2 separate regions of the Mus musculus genome follow, and region 2 is linked to region 1. A link is a contact called in public Hi-C data. All regions are on one chromosome and are shown on one strand. The core of a region is the stretch at or near the end of the contact, and the rest is flanking DNA. Distances in the headings are between cores, read along the strand shown.

Region 1 (6,456 bases), core at 1,513-4,012:
GACAGAGCCTGACTTGTGTCAGCCACTGGAGCTACTCATACCTGTCTCTTCATTTCAAAATGGCGGGCATGAGAAATCGTTCCCTGCACGTGAAGGCCAGACATCGTCACACACGACAGTGTGCTAGCAGACACAATTTAAGTTGGCCATATCTCATGGGAACTAAGTGAAATGAAAGAGGATCTAGCAAATTTTGAACTTCTGCCTGAGTGTTGACGGGAATGTGACAGACGTGGATAAAGGCCATGAACTCAAGCTGAATAAAAAAAAAAAAAAAAAAAAATTGTCATTTTTTTCCAGATTCGAGGGCTGGCTACCTTTACTCAGATTTAAACTTTTCTTTTTTTGTCCTACCTTGGAGTCAACATTCCTCCCTTCCTTCCAGACATAATGACAAGCTCTCCCTTGCTGTCTCTTCTTCTGGCTCCATCTACACACGATTAGCTCCATTTTACATAACTTTTTTTAATCTGAAAGGAACCTTAAACAACTAAAATCACTCAACTCACTCATTCAGGCCCAGCACTGAGTCGGTTAAGTGATTTACATAAGGTCACACACTGTCCTTATTTCTCGAAGTTCTTTATTTGCCAGTTTGATGTAACCTACTTTCTAGATATCTGTTGTCTCCTAATAGAAACCCTCTGAGTTGCAATATTTCTATTAAGTCCAAAGAAGCCAAATTTAATTAGCCACACAAAAAATGAAGGTTCCCTCCTCCAAGGGATGATTTTTTAGATTTAGCAAAGTGAAGAGAACATCTTTGGTTAGCAGCTCACTCTACTGGGCTCAAAGCCTTCCTCAAGCAAGCAATTCGTGGGGTTGAGTTACCTTGGGGCTCATAGGTGGAGGAAGGGACATCGTGGGATTCCATATGCTCAGGGTGAGAAAAGGTAACTGTGCCAGAGGAAGGTGGGTTTGTGCTGGAGAAGAACAGGCGCATGCCACAGACGTTGTCTGTCTCCTTGGTCCCTGGCTTGACCACCTCCAGGTTCTGACCCAGACAGTCCGTGTGAGCTTTACACTTCATCACACTGGAAGGCACGTCAGAGAAGGTACCCCGAGCGCACTGCTTACAGCGCACATCTTCATTCTCTGTCCCTTTCTTCCGCACACCCCAGCCCACGGGGCACACTGTATGGGGAGCGCAGGTACCATTAGACTGATACATTCCAGGTGGGCAGATGCACTCTCGGTCAGTCAAGGCAGCACAAGGTAATCTCTCAATCATCGGCCATGGACATGGCTGACTACAGTCATGGCATCTCTCTATGCCGTTCTCGTGCCTGGTAAAGGTCCCCGCGGGGCAGCTGCTGCAGACTCGCAGGCTCATGTTGGTACAGTGCTCGGAGACGTACGTTCCTGCTGGGCACTTGTCGCAGGTTAGCACCTGGCCAGTGGTACGGTCAACATGGCGGTAGGTGCCAGGGAGACTCAGAGTCTTTTGTTCTGGTTGAGCTGTGATGGTGCTGAGGAATCCAAGCTGAAAGAAATAAGAGAGGTGTCAGATAGAGGAGCAGAGGCGAACAGAGCAACAGCAACAGCAACAGCAATAACAGGTCATCACCACTGTTCAAGATCTGGCGGGTACCACACCAACTTGACATCAGAAAGAGGGAGGTGTGTGCCAAAGTTGTCATTTCTATAGCACCTGCATACCTGATGATAAACTTTTGTTTTGTTTTGTTTTGTTTTGTTTTGTTTTAACAAACAGCCATACTTTTGACAGTCCTGTTATGTGCATTAAACAATGGAGCTGGTGCTTTTAGATTCAAACGCAGTTTGTCCAGTCTCTGAAGGCCACAACCGATAGACACAATCCCTGCAGGCATCCATTGAGAAATCTACCCATTGAGCTTGGGTCCAGCAAGAATAACTCAGTGTTCATGTTCTAAAATAAAAACTTCACCCAGCAGGTCAGAGTTTCACCAACTTCCAGATTAAAAACTTGGAGGACCCGTTGGGTGTGGTAGCATATGCCTTTAATCCCAGCACTTGGGAGGCAGAAGCAGGCGGATCTCTGAGTTTGGAGCTAGTCTGGTCTACCAATTGAGTTCTAAGATAGCCAGGGCTACATGGAGACACCCTGTCTGGACAAACCACACACACACACACACACACACACACACACACACACACACACACACACACACCTGGGGGTATCCCAAGTTCCAAGTCCTGAGATGCTGTGAAAGAGAAGCAGGGAGCAAAAGACTAGAGTGACTGCTTCCCTGGGGCTGTCAAAATGAAGGCCCTGATAGTCTTTGCCATCCTCAGTGAGATGGAGAAATTTGTATGAAAATCATGGCTGCCCCAAGCTACCAGCTACCGAACAAATTCCTTCTAGATTTACAGATTTACAGCTACATCGGTAACTGAAAGAACAAAGCAAAAGAAAAAGAAAAAAAACTGCTTGCAAGGTGATCAAGAGTCTGTCTTCTTAGCATCTCGAAACTTGACCCCAGTCTATTCTTTTCCCAACCCCACAGTTATGTGGGGCCAGGGTACTTCCCCGCCTCTCACCGGTTCTTGAGGTTTCCTCCTTAGAGTTTACGATATACTTAGTTTTCTTCCTTCTGAGTCTGAAAGTAGGGGCAGAGGTGGTTGGCGATGGATAGTGGTTGGTTTTCTTGTTGGGAAATTTAATTTCATATTGGAAATTGAGAAAGAGAAGATCCTGCTACTTGGTGGTAAGTCTCCTCTCTCAGCGTTTGGCTTGGCCCTTCCTTTTCCTGCTCCCTCTACTTGCACAACCAGCCCAGACACCCTATCCGGAGTTCAGCAGATGCCCAGGGTGGAGGAAACCATCTGTCCAATGGAGCCCGAGTACAAGATTAGTGCCCCACCCCCACTGTAGACTCAAAAGTGTGCACCCTGGGGAGATACACAAAGCTCTAGGAAATGGAGCCTCAACCCCAGCCTTCCCCACCCAGGGCTCCTGATCCAGGGAGCCACCCTGAGTGTGCACATTGCTGACAACACCCACCAGACTAGACAAGGGTCCAGACTTTTGTTCTAAGACAGGGATGGTAGGTTCTTTCCTGATGTCTGACTTGTTGGGGTCACTTAGCTGTGTTCAAACCCCACCCAGCAACTGCACATTCCCTACACTCTATACCATGCTTGCTCCATTTGGGATTCTTGATTTCGTGGGGGTAAAATTATTTTGAAGATATTTTGTTTTGAGATAGAGTCTTATTTTATAACCCAGGCTGGCCTCGTGGAAATCCTGACTCAGACTCTCCAGTTGCTGCTGGGATTACAGGTATGAGCCACGGAGCTGGGCTAGTTTGCACAACCATGCCTGGCTCCTTTATCAGTTTTTAAGGGACTATAATGCTGACCTATAAAATTACCTCATCTATCTCCTGCAAACAGAATAAAGGAGAGTGTGAATTAACTGTGTTTAGCGAAGTGGATGGAGGAAGAAACCAGTGGGACAAGAAGCAAGCGCTGAACTGGACAAAAATCACAGGGCTGCCTCTTGCCAAGGAGCAATGGGAGGTAGGCTCCAAGCCCCCTCACTTCTGTCTCAAACAGAGCAGCTCTGCTTTGCAAAGCCTAATCAGAGGGAAGGCCTGTTGAGAGCAGAGCTTATTACTCAAACAAGACTACAGGGTCCTCTAAAGTCTCTCCCAATTCCAGAGTCAATAGCTAATCCCACTGTGCTATTTAAAGAAGAAGAAGGAAAAACTGTATCTAAACAAGAGTTTCCCCTTCCAAGTTGTGGAAGTACTTGCCGGTACTAGGGAGACTCAGACAAGAGGATCACAGGATCCAGACCAGTCTGAGCTACATAAAGAAACTTTGTCCCAAAACAAAACAATATCCCCTTGTGATGGCGCAAGTTTGTAAACCCAACACTTGAGAAGCTGAGGTAGGAGGATCAGGAGTTCAAGGCTATCTTTGGCTACACGTCAAGTTTGAGAGTCACTTGAGCTACCTGAGAACATGCCTCTACATACATACATACATACATACATAGTTCACACACATATACGCACGCACGCACGCACATCCACACATGCACATATGTGCACCTCACACATTAGCTCTTCCCTCTAACCCCATGGATCTGGGCAGAAATAGACCAAATGGAAGACAATATTTAAAGATGGCCCCTGCACAATATAAAAAGATTATAGTGAAAGCTAACCCTAGAGGAGAAGACAAACAAATGGGAAAGGGGAGACAAGGTCATGGATAGTGAGAGTCAAGAAAACCGAGGCTGGGTCCTTCCAATTAAGACCCTTGATTCCTCTCCCAACCCCCACCATGTGTATAGACATGGCTAAGACAGGTCAGAGAGATCTAACATAGTTTCCGGCTTTTGAGTATAAAACTGAAATTGCCCGGGAAGAGTGTGTATCAAGTGGATACATCAGTCTACCTGTAATTCCATCACAGAGGTGTCAGCGGATCCCTAGAAGAAACAGGCTAGAGAGATGACACATATCACTGAGCTCTGGGTTTGGCTTAAGCACCTGCCTCGCCAAATAGGAAGGAAGAGCAATTGAGAATGGCTCCCAATGTCAACCTTGGGGCTCCATGTGCACATGGAACCACACATGAGAGCCCAGACACACGCAAACACACACACACACACATGAAAATGGAAAAAGAAAAAATAATACTGTCTGAGATGATTTTTGAAAGTACTTTCTTCATGTACCTCGTCTTATCTCTGAGATCGTTGTGAGTATACAACAGGGTGAGGAACTTATTTTGTTTGGCTGTGAGGTTTTTTTTTTCTTGCCTTTTTAATCAATCTGAGTGTTTCTGGTATCTAACTAACTCTTGAGTCCCTAACACTAAACCAAGACCCCTCTGACTGTAAAATTCTTTGATCCTGAGCCACATTTTGGATACAACCCAATCTCACAGTCAGAGTCACCCCCTTCTCTACCTAACCTGGCATTTTTAAATAACTTGATATTAGCATTTTACTTCCACCCCCCCTCAATAAACATCTATGTAATAGTCCTAGCAATTTGGAACTACAGATTCTCAGCTTCCCCGTTCTCTTGTTTGAGTTGGTTTTGTGTATGCAAAGGGAAAAAAAGCCAACCATGTTGCTCTGTGATTTCTCTTTTACTAACTTCTGTTACATCACCAAGACCTGTCTGTTTTAACATACAAACTGTCTCACTCTAACAATTCAGAGTTCTTCAACAGAATGAGCATATTCTACAGAGCTGGCTTAGCCATTAAAGGCTAGGCACGCAACCAACAGGATGGGTATGTCTTACTTCAGAGGGTCTTCCCACCAAGACTTCATTGACTGCTTTCTTGCATGTATATAGGTCAGGGTATAGTTTTCTATTGTGCACAACTGCTTCTTCCCTCCCATACCCCTCACCTAGCTTCTCTTCTCTCCACATCAGTCCAAGTAGCAGACACGATCACCCTGGTCCCAGTCTTTTGACATCCTAAATGCAATCGATAACCTGGAGCGACCCCATTCTCTCACCCCTAACAATATAAAACATATACACAAACATACGTACATAAACATCCCTGGGTGGATCAAGCAGAAAAAGTCAGGAAAAGAACTGGACAAAGATTTTGAAAAGAGAAGGCATGTTCTTACCCAACCTGTTGGGAAGTCAACAGGATCCTGGGTTGCTCACTTAGGAAATGAGCAGGTTGAACTCAGTAGTAATATTCAACCAATTCTACCCTCCTGCGTGTTGTGATTCTGTCAAATCCTGCCATCCTTATGTAGCCTTTAAATCTCTTTCTAAACACCCAGATGCCAAGCAGATGAGCAACTAGCCCATCGCACTTCCTGTTTCTGTCTATTGTACCAGCGTCTAATTACATAGTGTCTCTTAATGTTGGTTGGCAGTACCGTAAGTGTATATACTTATCTTTCCTTAATGCTTATAAGCAGCTCAAGGCCAGGGACTACTGTACAGACTATACTTCCTCACTTGCTCAACTACCTAATGAACACTAGGAAAATAATAAGCAAACCATCCTTCAAGCCAGGGGCCAGCAAAGGAATGCCAACATACCAGCTCGTCTTATAAACAAGCTTCCTAGAGTCCAGACACTGATGTAGCTAGCACTCGTGGCTGCTTTCAGGCTACTGTGGGAAAGCGACAAAGCTATGACAGAGACCATTCTGCCCAGAAACCTCAGTTAGCTTACTGTTATCACTTGGCCCTTTATAGGTGAAATCTGCCAGCTCCCAGCATGGGCATCTAAAGAAATACAAACATTGCAGAGACCAGCTGCTCATAGAAACTTCCTGGTCTCCCCCATAAGTTTCTTTATGAGCAGAGTGCTCGCTCTCTCTCTCTCTCTCTCTCTCTCTCTTTCTCTCTCTCTCTCTCTCTCTCTCCACCCACTCTAACTCACACGCTCAATCTGGTTCCTTCACACTCGGCTTCAAACTCTCACTTCCCCCTGACGTCTGAGAAAAAGCAAAATCATCCAGAGAGACAAGACTTC
Region 2 (6,456 bases), core at 1,814-4,313, 100 kb before region 1:
GTTTTTTTTTTTTTGCTTGCTTTCCTATTTGTTCGTTAATTTATGTTTCTCCATGGTTGGTGTGGAATTCATTGTGCAGTCTTCTCCCTCTGCACCCAAGGGTTGAGCCTGCAGGTGTTCATGGTGTACAATAGCTTTTGCCCCTTAGTGGAGGGTTTCACCAATACAAGGAATAATAAACTGTCTTTCTTTCTACTTTTCTCTACTCTCATTATGATTGTGTGTGTGTGTGTGTGTGTGTGTGTGTGTGTGTGCGCGCGCGCGCGTGTGCATTCTTGCATGCTTGTGTGCATGTCCATGAGGCTAGCACCGGGGATCTTCTTTTATCCCTCTCTGCCATTTGGTTTTCTCACAGTATCTGAAGCTCTATGCTGATTGACCAGGAAGCCTCAGGATCCTTCGGTCTCTACCTCCCAGTGCCAAGATTACAGGTCTTGCCACATCCAGGTTTTTTACCTTCTTGCTGAAGATAATACTCTAATCTTCATGCTTGTACAACACACACGTGACCCCCGAGCCATCTCCCTAGCCCTTCATATTTCTCTCTTTAAAATTTAAAAAAATTTTAAAAAACCATGAATAGTTTTCCCTTTGACTTAGTTTTAATGGTCCCCACTGGACTGCAGATGGAAAAGAAAGGAAGCAATGAACACTATGCTGTAAGCCAATCATGGGTGTCTATATTTGTCAGCCAGTGACTCGTCTGAGGGTCTATCCACTAAGTTAAGATGATCGCAGGCAGGTTGTCACGGTGGCGAAGGCTCTTCCTGTCAGAGTGGGGCGGGGGGGGGGGGGAAGGGGGAAGACAATCCTCTAGCATTATCACTCTCTCTCTCCTGCCTCAAGAAGCTGACATATGAGACTCTGTCGCTCAAAGCCGTGGTTCCCACCTGGAGTGGAAGAGGAAGCAGCGAAACAAGCAGGCAAGTTCAGAGACTCTGAGCTGCTTACGCCCTGGAAGTGCTGCGTGGACTTGGAGAGCAACTTCCTGCAGACTTCCTGTTAGAGAAGAGGACTGGACGTTCAGCTGTGGCTAGAGCAGACCTTCCTTCAGCTTTGTTATCTGAAGCCCAAAGCCTTCCTACCCAATGCCATTGGTTCAAATCATGTTTGCTTGTTTGTTTGTTTGAGACAAACTATTAAGCACTGGTTTACCTGAGACTTTCTAAATATCTAAGTACACACGAAGCTATCCTCAAACGCAGGAAGTTTTTTGACTAATACAAGGAATAGCAGATATTTTATCTTTCTCCTTTTCTCATTTCTCATTATGAGAGGGAGAGTGTGCGAGAGCTCTCACTGACACATGAGGGGGTGTGCATTCATGTGGGTCTCGTTGGCCCTGGGTGTCTCCTGTCCTGCCTCTGCTTCTCAAGTACTGGGATTAAAGGTGTGCACCACCATGTGTAATCCAAAATCATATCTGAGTGAAGTATATCTGGCTAATATAATACACGACCTTCCCTCTTCCCTAAATAGTGATCTGGTTCCTTGAAATATTCTTAGGTTCTTGATAGGATGGAAAATCCTTCCTGTGGAATATCACCTAATTTCTGAAGACCATTCAGACATAAATCTGTGCACTCACATGTGCGTGCGCGCGTGCACGCACACACACACACACACACACACACAGAGCCAGTTATTCCAGGGCATTTGAAACATTATCCTGGTCTCCCTGAATATTAGGCATATCATCTTATTTAGTCCTTTCTTGACTAATATCATTTTCAATTTTTTCTACTAAGGATGACAGAGATGAGCCATTTGAGTGTGACCTTTTCCTTTGCCTGTCCTTACAGAGCCAACAATTCCCACCTGAGTTGGCTGTGTGCCTGGGTGACACTAATGTCAATGACTTGCCATGCCTTTTGTTGAGGATGCCTGTAACTACAGGTTTAGAAACTTTCGCAAGCCCTCAGACAGTGCTTACTTACGGGCATGATTTTTTGCCACCAATTTTAAGTATACCACCAAGTATATTATCCTTATTAACAAAGACTAGATGATTTTTAAATTTTTATTTTTTTATTATTCTCTCTCTCTCTCTCTCTCTCTCTCTCTCTCTGTGTGTGTGTGTGTGTGTGTGTGTGTATGTGTGATGTCATTGATGTCATGTGCCCCAGTGAATTAATCACAAGAGCCTGAGTGAGGGGTTATTTACAATGACATGGGCAACTTATCAGTAGCTACACCACTGAAGAAAACATTACTTTTCTGGGGCAACCATTAATCCTGCCTACCGATACTCATAGAGGAGTGGAGCCTCATGAGCACCCATCCTGAAATCCTCCCTGGAGGAAGGTCAGAGCTGCGCATACATAGCTCTGCGTTTGGTGCTTGGTCTGATCAAGCCCAGCCCAACAGTCATAAACAGTGTCAGAACCTTTTCCCAGGTCTACTCCAGTGGCCTCCTCTACCACAAGGCACTTGACTCACATCTGCTGCCTCGGGGACCTCTTCTCTCTTCTGGGGAGAGGAAGGGCCTGGCCACCGGTATTCACATTGCTTAACCTCTTAGTCAGATCTAGGGACAAAGGTTTGTGTTGCGAAAGGGCAAGTGAAACTTAGCCTAAGGCTGGGTATGGGCTGGCCTTACTTCACAGGGAAACGTCTTCAGTTTATATAATTAACACTTTCCATCTTCCCTTCACAGAATCGTCTGAAGAAAACAAACAAACAAACAAACAAACAAGAAAAGCAGAGTTCCTGAACTCTGAGGCTGATACTAGGACTTATGGCTATTCGGTGGAGCAACTCTCTAGCCTTGATATGGCAACAGCTGTGTCACTTCCCACCCTAGTCACCATTTCTCTAAGGGACCTAACCCTGCATGCTCATCACCACTGATATATTACTCCTCGCTCAAACTTACTAAAAGTTCCAACTCTGTAGTACCAGAGCATTAACGTAAGTGTGGCTAGATCCCATTGAGCGCATGGTGTTGGTGCCATGGCAACACGTGGGCGCATGCGCACGGGTCTGCCCCTGAGTCCACTGCCCTCATCGGTTACATCCCCAAACTGCCAACATTTGTGTTGTCTTTGAAAATCATGAGTCGCTCCTTCCTCCTTCTTGATCTGTCTGAAAGTTGTCCCCACCCATAACTTCCCTGTTTAGCCCCAGCCTGTAGAGAAGGCAGCAAGAAGATGCTTGTATGGGGCAATCCATTTGACCCAGAGAAAAAGAGAACCAAGAGGATGCAGGCAGGATGGGTGATGATTGACTGGGTTTCTTCCTTTAAGATTCATGTTATTTTATTTTACTTTATTTATGTGTATATCTGTGTACGTTTATGCACATGTCTGGGTGCCCACAGAGGCAAGAAAGGGCACTTGATCCCTTGGAACCGGAGGTACAGGTGTTTGTAAGTCACGTGATGGTGATACAGCTGCTGGGAGCTGACCTCCAGTTCTCTGAAAGAGCAGGAAGCATTCTTCACTTCTGAGCCATCTCTCCAACTCCAGGAGTTCTTATAACTAATGGTCTCACAGTGCTACAGAGGCTGAGGAGTGTGATGACCTGTGGGTCACAACAGCAAACCCAGAACAGCTGATAAATTCTAGTCCAAATCCTAATCCAAGAAGCATGGAGGTCTAACACAGGTAAGGTCCAGTCTATGTCTTACTCCACAGGCAAGAGCATTCACGCTCACGCTCAAAAATAGGCAGAGGGAAGACATTTTCCTACCTCTGCGATTTTGCACAACACAGGCCTCCAATGGGTTGGATGAGGTCCACCAGGGCTGGGGAGAGCAATGTATACTTCACTCTGCCAGGTCACGGTAGCACACATCAAAAGACACCCTTGCAGACACAGCCATTACAAATGCTTTTCTAAATACCTGAGCACCCTGGAGCCTGATCAAGTCAGCACATACAACCAACCACAACAACGCTCCTCTCGCTTTTCTGTACCGGTCTCTGGCATCTTCACATCTTCAGGGCATGTTTCTCCTGCTGGCAGAAAGTGAGCTCAGCAAGGTAGCCGTGAGGTCCAGGAATGACATCTGTCTCCATATACTGGCTTCCAGCCTGCCCTTCTTCTTCTGAAGTTGTCACCCACATCCACCCTCCGGGCTCCTCAGAACCTTCCTCCTGTTCTCAACTCTGCATGGGCTCTCTGGCATCGAGGTTCAGACCTCCTGGCTTTCCCTGACTGTAGCTACTCAATGCATCTTGCCCAATAGGAAAACCTGAGGTCTCCACTCACACAGCATGTGGCTATCTCCATAGCAACGTTCTGAGAAAGATTTTTCCCTGTTGTTATTTTACTTATTTGTGATTCTGAACTTCCTCCTCAGCTTATCTTTCTGTTCTGATTTTGTAAAAGCATTTATCAATTATATATAATAATGGCCTTATCATGACATTTCCATCCCTGTATACAATGTATATTGATCATATTCACCCATCGCTCCCCTTTCTTCTCTCCCTCCCACTCCTGATCCCCTCCCTTCTTCTCAACTAGCCCCCCTCTTTTTTTCATGCCCCTCTGTGTATGTTACCCAGTGAGTTTATAGGCACATGTGCCACTCATCAGTGGTCAGTCACACAGCTAAAGAAAATGTTTCCTCCTTTCCTCAGCTACCATAAATTGCCTGTCCATTCTCAGGAAGGTCTAGGCCTCATGGGTTGAGCCTAAAAACTCTCACAGAGAAATGGGGAGCCCAGGGGACATCATAAGTCCTTTTTGTTCTTAGAAGGAGAGCTGGGCTGAGCCCACCCACCCTCCCATGTGGTCCTTGGCTAGAATTACTTGGAGATAAAGAAAGAAGGATTTGGGGGTGGCATCTCCCTTTGTAGTCTTAGTACCTCTCTCTGGACCTCGGTATCCCTATTTGCAAAACAAGGGGCCAATATCTGCTCTGTGAGGGTGATTTGAGGGCCTTGATAAATGTACAAAGACATGCACAGAATAGGCACTCGGAAGTTGCTGCCTCATCACCCAGCCCCTAATTTTACAACCCAATCCCTGCTGAGTCAATCAGGAGAGCAGGTGACCAGGCCCTAGCGAGCACCTAGGGAAATGTGGAAAAAGCCAGGTGTGTCTTCCATTTTTCAAACAAGAGCCTGGAGGCTCTGGGTGCCTCTTGCCTTCCTTTCTCCCAATCACTCCCCTAATTGACTTGTCCTGCTGCCACCAGCCCAGAGCAATCTGCAGCTAGCTCACTGCCACCAGCTCAGACTCTCCCCACTGCTGCTCTCAGGAGAGCATATTAGCACTCGGTGCTCAGATGCATTGTGCAAGCCCATTCTGGCACAGACTGGGTGACAAAGCAGCTTTGATGTATTTGGGGATCAGAGCACCTGGGTACATGTGGCAGAGAGCTATTATTCCAAAAGAATTCTCCTTTTCTGTTCCTCTTAATGTTCTCTGTTTGCAGAACTCCATTCACAATTGAGGAGTAACTATGTTCTCGAACCAATCTTCCTCCCTAGGCTCCTTATAGTTAACCATTAAGCCCTCAGTGCTCAGAAGCAAGTCTGGTCTATTTCAGGTACCCAGTTAACTGTACATAATGCATAACGCCCCCCCCCCCTTTTTTTAACCAAGCCTAAGACTGTGTCTAACCAAGCTTCCTCCTGCCCCGGTCTCTAATTCAGTTTGTTCTGCTGCACAGGGTAGTTTGATAAATGCATCTTTCCTGTATTTCAACTCTAGGCTAACTGGGGGCTTCTATGCAGGTATTTCTGCAACTAACATTGACATTTATTTAAAAATAAATAAAGGGCCAGATAATAATCTTTTTAGGCTTTCTAAACGAAGGGGCAAAACCAAAGACATCATGTGCTTCAACAGGACTCCCGTTTGTTTCTAGACAGAGAACACTTCTCATGCTGGGTCACATTTCCAAACAGACTATCAGCCAGGTTTCTGTAACTCATGCTGGGTGAGCGTGGCTGCAAGCCCATATAAACCCAGACTCTGCTTATAATTCCTGACTTTCCCTGACCATCAGAGCTACTGTAGAAGTAGGAAAGGTTTTATCTCCTTGCATGTGGAAAGAGAATTAAGAAATGCCTGATGTGTAGAACAACAATATGAACTAACCAGTACCCCCAGAGCTCGTGTCTCTAGCTGCATTTGTAGCAGAAGATGGCCTAGTCGGCCATCATTGGGAAGAGAGGCCCCTTGGTCTTGCAAACTTTATATGCCCCAATATAGGGGAACGCCAGGGCCAAGAAGTGGGAGTGGGTAGATAGGGGAGTGGGAGGGGGGAGGGTATGGGGGACTTTGGGGATAGCATTTGAAATGTAAATGAAGAAAATACCTAATAAGTAAATAAAATAAAAAAGAAAGAGTCCCATGAAAACTTTTGGTGCCTAAATATTTAGAAAGAGACAAATGCACGCATTATTTATTCCATTGAAAGGAGAAGGTGAACTCTGTATTAATATTGCTGTCTGATTTGCATTCCTAGTTGTGCTTTCTCAGTGAGTCCACTGAGCTTGT

What was found. Hi-C and Micro-C count contacts between places; a contact is called where the count stands out from the background.
Region 2: a contact with region 1 is called in a Hi-C map of peritoneal macrophages, with 4 times the contacts expected there. The contact joins two enhancer-like sites. A contact is called at or near these places in 12 of 484 Hi-C or Micro-C datasets (the Ba/F3 cell line, the HPC-7 cell line, Th1 cells and 8 more), 7 of 115 datasets of contacts at active chromatin or transcription factors (the HPC-7 cell line, bone marrow-derived macrophages, double positive thymocytes and 3 more) and 1 of 9 other capture datasets (embryonic stem cells).

Annotation. Positions count from the first base shown.
Region 1 is chr17:43,032,622-43,039,077 of GRCm38.p6, reverse strand. Tnfrsf21 (tumor necrosis factor receptor superfamily, member 21) reads right to left here. Exons shown (of 6, transcript NM_178589.3): 2 at 832-1,483. Among named protein-coding and RNA genes, the nearest start is that of Tnfrsf21, 19 kb to the right of the region's middle. Within about 2 kb of position 2,762, at least 36 of the 459 cell types and tissues checked have an H3K27ac peak or open chromatin away from gene starts, as enhancers often do. A contact at or near this core is called in bone marrow-derived macrophages, microglia and peritoneal macrophages, where this site is marked.
Region 2 is chr17:43,134,613-43,141,068 of GRCm38.p6, reverse strand. No RefSeq gene overlaps it. Among named protein-coding and RNA genes, the nearest start is that of E130008D07Rik, 20 kb to the left of the region's middle. Within about 2 kb of position 3,063, at least 108 of the 459 cell types and tissues checked have an H3K27ac peak or open chromatin away from gene starts, as enhancers often do. A contact at or near this core is called in bone marrow-derived macrophages, microglia and peritoneal macrophages, where this site is marked.